Linked DNA regions of Capra hircus: region 2 is linked to region 1. Evidence: chromatin contacts called from public Hi-C data. All regions are on one chromosome and are shown on one strand. The core of a region is the stretch at or near the end of the contact, and the rest is flanking DNA. Distances in the headings are between cores, read along the strand shown.

Region 1 (5,255 bases), core at 2,319-4,818:
GAAGGTAGAATCCATAAAGACATTTGTGGATGGAGGGGCCGAGAGGAATGAGGGGTGAGGAGTGACTTCCTAATAGTATGCAGTTGCTTTCTAGGGTGGTGGAAATGTTCTGACGTTAGGTAATTGTGATAACAGTGCAATCTCGTGAATATACTAAAACCTACTGGATTGTACATTTTCAATGGCGAATTCCACACTAAAATTCACTACAATGTCAAATGTTAGGTGAATCATAATGCAATTCAAATTTTCCTAGTTAAAAAAGAGCTGAGTGGAAAGGCCTATTTTAGGTAGGGTAGACAAAGAGGAAAGTCTCTCTGAGGAATTTATATAAAGCAAGGGACTAAGAAGTGGATACTAGCCAGCCATGAGATGGCGGGTGGATGGGCTCACTGAGCAGACACACACAGAGTATGGACCACTTGGCATAAACTGTCCCAGAGTCGGCCTGGATAGCAGCAAGGAGTGAGGGGCAGCAGCAAGGTTGACAAGTCAAAAGAGGTTGCTATATCCTACAAGGCCTTGGTCAGCACAGTGAGAAGAGAGGGGTCCATTCTAAATGAGATCAAAAACCACTAAAGGCTTCTATTCCAGAGGGTGTCCTGCTCCAGTTGCCATTTGGGGAAGATCACCTATAGCTCCCTGCACACACGGTACCAGTTGCCAAGGGGCAGAAGCAACACAAGGTATGAAATATTGAAGAGGTGAATTCTCACTGGGCAGGGCTCATGCACTTTTAACAAAACTGTAACCAAAGGATGCAAATTAGAAGATGAGTTTATTCATAAGAAAAACAAATTAGACGGATAATATGAAAATCAAACGTGCCTTATATCCTTTCCCATAAAATAGTCTAGTAATAAAAAGATGCTCTCTTCCCACCACCTGGTTGCTGCTTCTAGTGACAATGGCAATGCTATTATTAAGACATGAGCGCCCTCTACAGTTATGAGCCTAGATTGCTTTCTACTATTGAAGGAACTAAGCCTGAACCATGAACTAAGCCTGAACCGTGTCTACTTTCATTAATAGCGTGACTGAAAAATTACCATCCTAGAACCCCATGCCACCCATGATAAACTAGGTTCTCCAACACGCTCCTTAAAGTGAAAGATATAAAAAGAAAGTGAAAGTGGCAACTTTCTGGAACAATCATAGCAAACAGAGATTTGTCTCTGTGTCCTTTTTGGGTAATAAGGTCTCCTCATAGACCAAAATGAGGGTGTGTGTATACACACACACGCTGTTAACCAACATTCCATCTTATTATGTTATTGTAAGGACAGAATATGTGTTTGAATGATCATCTAGTATTCATTAAAATACTTGGTATCCATCCAGTCACTGAAAAGTATTCAGTTCAGTTCAGTCGCTCAGTCATGTCCGACTCTTTGCAACCCCATTAATCACAGCATGCCAGGCCTCCCTGTCCATCACCATCTCCCGGAGTTCACTCAGACTCACGTCCATCAAGTCCGTGATGCCATCCAGCCATCTCATCCTCGGTCGTCCCCTTCTCCTCCTGCCCCCAATCCCTCCCAGCATCAAAGTCTTTTCCAATGAGTCAACTCTTCGCATGAGGTGGCCAAAGTACTGGAGTTTCAGCTTTAGCATCATTCCTTCCAAAGAAATCCCAGGGTTGATCTCCTTCAGAATGGGCTGGTTGGATCTCCTTGCCGTCCAAGGGACTCTCAAGAGTCTTCTCCAACACCACAGTTCAAAAGCATCAATTCTTCGGCGCTCAGCCTTCTTCACAGTCCAACTCTCACATCCATACATGACCACAGGAAAAACCATAGCCTTGACTAGATGGACCTTAGTTGGCAAAGTAATGTCTCTGCTTTTGAATATGCTATCTAGGTAGGTCATAACTTTTCTTCCAAGGAGTAAGCGTCTTTTAATTTCATGGCTGCAGTCACCATCTGCAGTGATTCTGGAGCCCAAAAAAATAAAGTCTGACACCGTTTCTGCTGTTTCCCCTCTATTTCCCTTGAAGTGATGGGACCAGATGCCATGATCTTTGTTTTCTGAATGTTGAGCTTTAGGCCAACTGTTTCACTCTCCACTTTCACTTTCATCAAAAGGCTTTTTAGCTCCTCTTCACTTTCTGCCGTAAGGGTGGTGTCATCTGCATATCTGAGGTGATTGATATTTCTCCCGGCAATCTTGATTCCAGCTGGTGTTTCTTCCAGTCCGGTGCTTCCTTCAGCCCAGCGTTTCTCATGATGTACTCTGCATAGAAGTTAAATAAGCAGGGTGACAATATACAGCCTTGACGTACACCTTTTCCTATTTGGAACCAGTCTGTTGTCCCATGTCCAGTTCTAACTGTTGCTTCCTGACCTGCATACAGATTTCTCAAGAGGCAGGTCAGATGGTCTTGTATTCGCATCTCTTTCAGAATTTTCCACTTGTCATAAAACAGCAGATCAAGGAGGTACACGACTGGCTTCCCCTGGCCAGTGACAGTGGCAGGAGGCTGGGGGAAAGCTGGCAACTGCAGCTGAACATGTCAGGACATGTTTGAAAATGCAGTGGGAGTCTGAGAGGGGGGTCTGGAGTGGGAAAGTGGGGCGATACAGGAAGAATGAAGATCTGTTAGAGGTGGTAAAAAAAATAAAAGAACAAAATCAGGGAATTCCCTGGCGATCCAGTGGTTAGGACACAGCACTTTCACCACAGGACGCTGTGCAGTCATTAAAAAAAAAAAAATCATTTAAAAAAATATCCAAGGGAGGGATTAAAAAAAAAACCACCACCACCCAGAGAAAAGCACATTCAACAGCTGGAAAGGGACTGAGGAAAGGCTCTGTGTCCAAATTAATGCTGTTCAACTGGGGCTGAGCAGCCTGCTGCTGCTGCTGCTAAGTCGCTTCAGTCGTGTCCAACCCTGTGCGACCCCATATATGGCAGCCCACCAGGCTCCCTCGTCCCTGGGATTCTCCAGGCAAGAACACTGGAGTGGGTTGCCATTTCCTTCTCCAATACATGAAAGCGAAAAGTGAAAGTGAACTCGCTCAGTCGTGTCCGACTCTTCGCGACCCCAAGGACTGCAGCCTACCAGGCTCCCCCGACCATGGGATTTTCCAGGCAAGAGTGCTGGAGTGGGGTGCCATGAGCAGCCTGGAAACTGGAAAATTAGAATTTGTGAAATGCTTTGATTGCAGCCTCCATGGTCTTCTCCTCGCCCCCAGTTTTCTTAGGCAAAGTTTATTCCAGAAAGGGAAACAACAGGGGGATGTACCAGGCATACACATTCAGAACCTGACTTAGTCTACAACTTGCAGGCCATCCTAAGTACCAAAAAAGAAAGGGGGGGATGTCCCTGAGAGCCGCAAGAGGCATGGGCAAAGGGGCAGGAAAACAGTTCCCTTCCCAATGCTGGTTTCCGCCAACTAGCCTGGCTATTAAGAAATGAAATCTGTTCGCTAGACAAAATAGAGTCAAACATTCCTGCATGCTCCATCCTTTAAACAGATTTAAATATTGGCCTGTCTTCTCTGTGTTTGTTTTGGTTCCCTCAGCCCACATTGGAGTCCACGGGCTCTTTCCCTCACTCATCATCTCGCCTCCCGCTGCTTTGGCTGAGAATGGAGTAATAATTCAGCAAGCAGCTCCGGGCTTCCCATCAGGCCGACGGCCCAGCCCGGGTTTTCACAGCCCTGCATTCCAGTGGCGCTTAGCTCCACAGCCAGCAAGCTGCGGGAGGGACCTTGCTCCCGTGGGCTCTCCTGCCCAAGTGAAAGCAATTTGGGAAGCAGAGTGAGGACAGTGCTAAGAAAAGAAAAAAAGAAAAGACAACAATTTCTCCTTATTGAGTCTTGCATTGTCTTATGAAGCTGGACTTAATTGTAGCTTATTTCCATTACCCAGTGCTGAGGGTCAAAAACAGCTTTAAAAAAAAAAAATTTATATATATATATATATATACACAGCTATATATCAATAAAGCTGGGGAAAAAAAGAAACAGTGACAATCATATAGAGGCTTGTTGATAGAAGGCTTAAAAATAAATGACTGATTCTCTATTCCTGAGAGCAACCTGCCGCAGCCTTTGGAGCGCTTCTCCCCATCCTCATGTTTGCTTTTGTCTGAGCTAAAAAAGCCTGCAGAGTCCTGCCTTTTGGCTCATTACCTAGCACATCCTTCTCCCTTGAAAGACAAGGGAGCCTGGTATTCATCCCATTGGAGGATGTGTTTGTACCTAGAACTCTCCAGAATAAAAAGGTTTCCAAAGGCTTCTCTATAATGATTTAGTCATGAATGAATTTTAACATGGGAGAAAAACATGAGTATTTTGGAAGAAAGGGTGATCTTCCCCTCACACCCCACCCCCAACACACACACCTAATTAAGACAGAAAGAAGCAGCATCTGGACTCTGTAATGCACTCTCCAAAATCAGTGCAACACCATCCTAATGAATAAGGGCCTAACTTAAGCTCTGCAAAGGCCTCCAGTCTGGTTATTTCCTAAAGGAGATGCAGTATCAGGGGGAAAAATTTTTTTCCCAATGTAATGTGGACTTTTTTTTTAAGACTTTATACGTTTACAGGTTTATTTGGTTTGGGTGGCAGAAAACAGACCAGGCACTCAGCTCCTTTCACAGGGCTAAGTTTTAAACTTCTGCATAATGAGTACAAAATAAGAAAACCATGACTGCCTGAAAATCGTGAGGAACAGGGAAGCAGGATGATTGAGAAAGGCTGCAGCTAGTACTCAGGAAAGCGGCCAGTTCTCTGCACATCACTCCAACAGTAATTAGCTGGCTGAAAGCCAATAGTACAGGACTATAATAGACACTGATAGACACTAACTGTGACTACAGAATTGTGAAAGGTGAAAAAAATAATATGGTTATAAATCCTTAAACTGTTAGGATGGACAAAGTAGGAATAATCCAGGAAGCCACAAGGAAAACTTTATCACATTTTGGCTACTGATTCCTAGCAATAACACTTACAATGATACAGTATTATGAAATTGACCAATAAATCTTTTAAACTACTAAAAAGGTTGACTGAACAGGAAATATTTTTATGTGTAATATCTAATAGAGAAAAATGGAGAAAAAGTAAGAGAAGGGGTCACAGGAAGACTACCCAATGTTGGTATATTAATAAAGTTAAGCCCATAAATGCACAAAGTTGATGGGGAGATCCCAGCACCCTCCACATGCAAAGACCTAAAAACCATGCCTGAAATGCAAGCCAGCCTTGTCAGTGCCACTGTCTGAATTCATTTAGCATGCAGTC
Region 2 (5,368 bases), core at 1,400-3,899, 1.0 Mb before region 1:
TTCGGACTGTCCTGCCTTTCTCTTGTAAGTACTTTTGTGATTACATTGGACCCACCAAAATACTCCAGGAGAATCTTTCCATCTCAAGATCCTTTACTTAATCACATCTGTAAACTCCATTTTACTACGTAAGGTAATATATTCACAGGCTCTGGAGACTACGACTTGGGCGTCTTTGGAGGGCTTGTTCTTCAACCTACGATAATCAAGTACTCTGGGGACTAATTCTTCGGTCACCGCATGAGGTCTGCTGTTTTCTTCTTCCTACACTGGGTCTCTGGCATGTGGTTTCATTCAGTGCTGATGCCGCCTTCCCACCAATGGCAAAGGCAGTGGTGCCACAGGTATCCCTCTCCCCGCAGAGACAAGGTGTTCCTGTGGGGACTGCCAGCCCTCAGACTGAAGGTGGTGGTGTCAGCCTTGACACTGCCCAAGGCCACTGTTTCCCTTCTTCTTCTTTTTTTAAAAATTTATTTTGTTGAAGTATAGTTGATTTAAAATGTTGTGTTAACTTCTGTTCTATAGAAAAGTGATTCAGTTATATATATATATTCATATTCTTTTTCATATTCTTTTCCATTATGGTTTATCACAGGATACTGGGTAGTTCCCTGTACTATACAGTTGGACGTTGTTTTTGTCCATCCTGTATATACTAGTTTGCATCTGCTAATCCCAAACTCTTAATCCCTCCTGCCTCAGTCCCCTCCCTACTGGCAACCACAAGACTGTTCTCCGTGTCTGTGAGTCTGTTTCTGTTTCACAGATAAATTCATTTGTGTTATATTTTAGATTTCACATATAAGTGATATCATATGATATTTGTCTTTCTGTGCCTGACTTCACCTAGTATGATAGCCTCTCAGTCCATCCATGTTGCAACAACTGGCATTACTTCATTTTTTATGGCTGCGTAATATTCCACTGTATATATGTACCATGTCTTCTTTATACATTCTTCTGTTGATAAACATTTAGGTTGTTTCTATGTCTTGGCTCTTGTGAATAGTGCTGGGGCTATGAACATAGGGATGCATGTATCTTTTTCAATTATAGCTATGTCTGGTTTATACCCAGAAGTCAATTGCTGGATCATATGGCAACTCTTTTTTTAGTTTTTTGAGGAACCTCCATACTGCTCTCCATAGTGACTGCACAATTTACATTCCCACCAACAGTGTAGGAGAGTTCCTTTTCTCACACCCTCTCAAGTATTTGTTATCTGCAGACTTTTTAATGATACTCTGCTGCCCTTTGTGTTGTGACCATCATTCACACAACCACCACTGCAAAGGAGACCAACACCGTTGCCATGTTTCAGCGTTTTCTCCACCCTCTTGGGAATCAGATGCAAGCTCAGGAGTGGGGCTGCAAAGCAGGCAGAGTGAGTGACAGATACTATTCTCTGTGTGTTGAAGCAGTTTCTTTCTTTCCTCTTGAAATCAGTCTGTCCCAGCAGGCTCCCGTGTCCCTCCTCACGCTACCAGTTCTCCTTCCAGGCCCAGATATTTTGGAATCGGAGTATAAACACAGCTGGGACTCGGGCTGCTCCATAACACATGCTTCCCAAGTATTAACATTCCATGCTTGAGGAACTCTGGCTCCTCCAAGAAACTCAGAGAGAGAATCAGGAGAGTTCTTAATTTTTTCACACTTTCTACCTAGTCTAGGCTTAAGCATCTGGATCCCATTGGAGGCCATTTGTCCTAATTTAGCACTTCCTATTAATTTTGTAAGGGATTACTATTGAAATACATAATTGAGCAACTTCAGAATTTACAAGCCATGTCAAGTGCCATGCCAAATAGAGCTTGACTGGATTTATTACTGTTGAAAAGGAAATCTTTGATTTCACTCCTCCTAGCTACTATTGATTCATTTCATACCGGAGTCTGAAATTGGAGCCATAGAAAACATTTCCCCCCGCTCCTTTGATCTGGTTGGAATAAATGTTTTCAGTTCATGAAATTAATAGCGAAAGACTTTTCATGAATTTCTATGAATTTTTAATAAGTGTTACTCACGATGGGCTGTGTTGATATTTTGCACACTGTTCTCTCAGGAGATTGAGGCATCTGAGATCCTACCCCAGCTTCAGTTTGTCCAACAGGAATCCTATATTCATAATGTTCAGGGTAATGGATAAATCTCTGCGTATGTAGGTTGACCTTGTGGAGGAGGCAGGGGCAGGCTAGAAGTTTTTGAAGTAGGGAATTTCCCTGTACATCTTCCAGCTTCATCATCTTGATGGAGAGGCTACAGGTTTCTGATAACTGGGCAGTATGCACAAGTCTTTAAGGATTAATGAAGGGGAGGAAAAAGAGGGGTAGGTCTGGGAAAGAGTGAGTTTCACAGAGGTCATGAGAGGTGCATGAATAGTGTCTGACTTACTGGGCTGTGGTTCTTCCTTTGGCCATTTCACTGATAGCTAGGATTTTTAAATTTTTATTTTTTTGATGCTTACTGTTCCCCTGGGACATTGCCTCCTTCAAAATGAGATTGTCACTCGAGGTTCAGCTTATTCTTGTTTGGATATAATTCCTGATATCCTGCAAATGTATATTTATACCGAGATATACTTATTCAACATGAATTTTGTAGACAGAGCTGTCACCAGGTCCCGAGAATAGAAAGAACGCTTCTGCCATCTTCTGGACATCCTGGGGAACTCAAAGGATTTTTCCACAGGAAGAGAGAGAGTTTGATGAATTTCGTTTCAAATTTACTTCAACAGATGAAAATTTAGCCAAGTATTAAACAGATTAATTTTTGCCTTTGTGAAGGCTTGCACGCCTTTGATCATTTCGTTGTTTTAATGAACTCAACGTGGTTGTTTCCGATTTGGCCTTGGAGTCTTGGCCGGTGGCCACCGTCTGCGTGGTGGAGTCTCACCGCCTCCAGCTTGGGTTCCTCACTTTTGGCAGGGTTTGCCTTCCCACTGATGGAAGGTTTACAAAGAGAAAAAAACCATTATGTCTGAAATTCTGCCAGGACACATCAGCGTATTTCCAGGCTGCCATCTATCCTGTAACTCTCTTTAGATTTAATATTTAAAAAAAATTACAATGCACCTGTTTCTAAGGAGAACTACCTGTCATGCAATAGCATGCTTTTATTAAGTCAGCAAATTAAAAATTTTATTTATTAGAGTTTACAACTTGGGTTTCTTCCCTTAGGCGTTCTGATCTCTGGGTTAAGTACAGCTTGTTCCAAGGTCACCCTCCCACCCGCCATAATTAGCCCAGAGAGTTACCAGGGGCTTTTGACACCAGCTTCCCCCAGGGAGCTGAGTGCAGCAGCACCATCTGTGGTCATCACCCTAAGTGACTCAGCAGCTCTGCTATCTTTAGAGTCTGGTCTCATCCCACACAAAGGTCTTTTCAGACCCCAGTTTGACATTATAATATTGTACCCCGGCCCTGCAGGGTCAGAGAGTATAATGCGGTGATTCAGTATCTGTCTTACAGCAGAAAAAGGGCATTCAGTGTTCTGCTAAAGGGCAGGTTGACGACAAGGAGCGTGCAAGGCAGCATTCAGTGGATTCTGCCACTTTGCTTGGGTAGGAGGAAGGCATCTTACCCAAAAAAAAGAATTGGCTCCAAAAGCACACGGATTCTTTTCTGTTGATTTTTAGGTTTTTGGTATTAGGATCAGATCTAAGCTGGTTGGGTGTGGTGATAGAAGAGGTTTTTCTCTGTGAGATTCTGCTCTTGTTCTGTGGCTAGTCAACTGAAGAAGGATTTGTGGAAGCTAACCTCAGTTGTTGAGAGGGTCTGCTTAAGTTGTTGAATATTTAAGTTTTGGTGATGTGCTTGGAAGCTAAAATTGGTGACAGGTTTTTGAAATCTTATCCTCTAATCTTGTTTACTCTGACTAGTTTCTGTACCAGGTCCAGTTTCCCTAAGTGTTTTATGCCTGCCCATAAGTGAGAATAACAGAGTACTCAGGAAAAGTGGGATATTGGGTTTTCTCCATGGAATGTTTCATATCTAAAGTAGCCTTTTATTTCAGAGCAATTTAAAACCTAGATCCTCACTTGAGCACCAACTTATAGGTAGGAGAGTGAAAAATAGAATAGAAAATGTTCTTGCGGACATGATTTATCAAAACATACTATTTACCTTTTAGGGAAAAAAAAAACTATAGCCATAATTTGTCCCCTGCTAATTAGCATGCCATTTCTCAGCATTATTGACAAACAACAACACCAATAATAATATAGCTAACCATGTTTCTCAGAACTTGTATTAAGTAAACTTCTTCCAAGTTGCCTGTCCCACTTGGATGACAATGTCTACATTATTTGAGCTTTACTAATTTCACAGTAGTCATTTTTTGCTTGGGGCAGATTGAAAGAAAATTTACCATTTATGAAGATCTTGTTTGCTAAGAAATTTAATATTCCCAAGAACGACGGGATCATCTTGTGGAGAAGAGCTCTGCTGGATGTTATGACATTTGAGGCCTGGTTTCATTCTGCTACTTACCAACTCTGTGGTTCTGGCTAAGGGATCTCTTTAATCTAAATTCCCTCATCTGGAAAGTGATTGGCATAATGATTTCTATTGCCTCTTCCAGTTGTAGAAGTCTGTAACCTGTCTTCAGAAGAAGAGTCATTTTTGAGGCACCCTCAGAATGTAGATAACATTCTAACAAATTAATCTTTTCATTTAGTTTTGACTGTGCTGGGTCTTTGTTGCTCTGCATGGGTTTCTCTTGGTTGTGCGTCTCATTGCAGTGGCTTCTTTCATTGCGTAGCACAGGGTTTGGGGTGTGTGGGCTTCAGTAGCTACAGCACTCGGGCTCAGTAATTGGGGTTCACAGGCTCCAGAGCACGGACTCAGTAGTTGTGACACACGGACTTAGCTACTCTGCAGCATATGGAATCTTCCTAAACCAGGAATCCAACCTATAACAAATTAACCTTGTATCTATACTTAAGGAGGCTTTAACATATGTGAGCAGTTAAAATGTATCCCCTATCCATTTATATATCTATCTTTCATCTTCTAGCTACCTACACATATACATTATGTTAGGTTATCAAGGAAGCAGATTAAGCTGCTCTTAAGCATGGTACCAAAAATACTGAAAAAGAATCCAGTATTTGATAAATGAAAAGCCTGATCAAAATTATCATGAGAAAAATAATTATTAGATTTTCTTATACTTAAATACTCTCTATATTGGTCTTATAACTTTTAAGGTAGAGCTTCTTTAGGTCTTAAAGATTTTATCTCTATCTTGAGTTCTGTCTCTAGCTCTAGACTTCCCTTTCTACATACATACACGTGCACGCACTCTCCCACACATACACACACACATTTGACACATCTGCCAGGCACCCACTGAGCATTTCACATACAAT

The links. Hi-C and Micro-C count contacts between places; a contact is called where the count stands out from the background.
Region 2: a Hi-C map of blood shows a contact between it and region 1, with 13 times the contacts expected there. The contact joins two enhancer-like sites. A contact is called at or near these places in 2 of 5 Hi-C or Micro-C datasets (both in blood).

What each region holds. Positions count from the first base shown.
Region 1 is chr10:36,293,199-36,298,453 of ARS1.2, reverse strand. No RefSeq gene overlaps it. Among named protein-coding and RNA genes, the nearest start is that of CDKN3, 21 kb to the right of the region's middle. Within about 2 kb of position 3,568, at least 2 of the 5 cell types and tissues checked have an H3K27ac peak or open chromatin away from gene starts, as enhancers often do.
Region 2 is chr10:37,329,807-37,335,174 of ARS1.2, reverse strand. No RefSeq gene overlaps it. Among named protein-coding and RNA genes, the nearest start is that of DDHD1, 120 kb to the left of the region's middle. Within about 2 kb of position 2,649, at least 1 of the 5 cell types and tissues checked has an H3K27ac peak or open chromatin away from gene starts, as enhancers often do.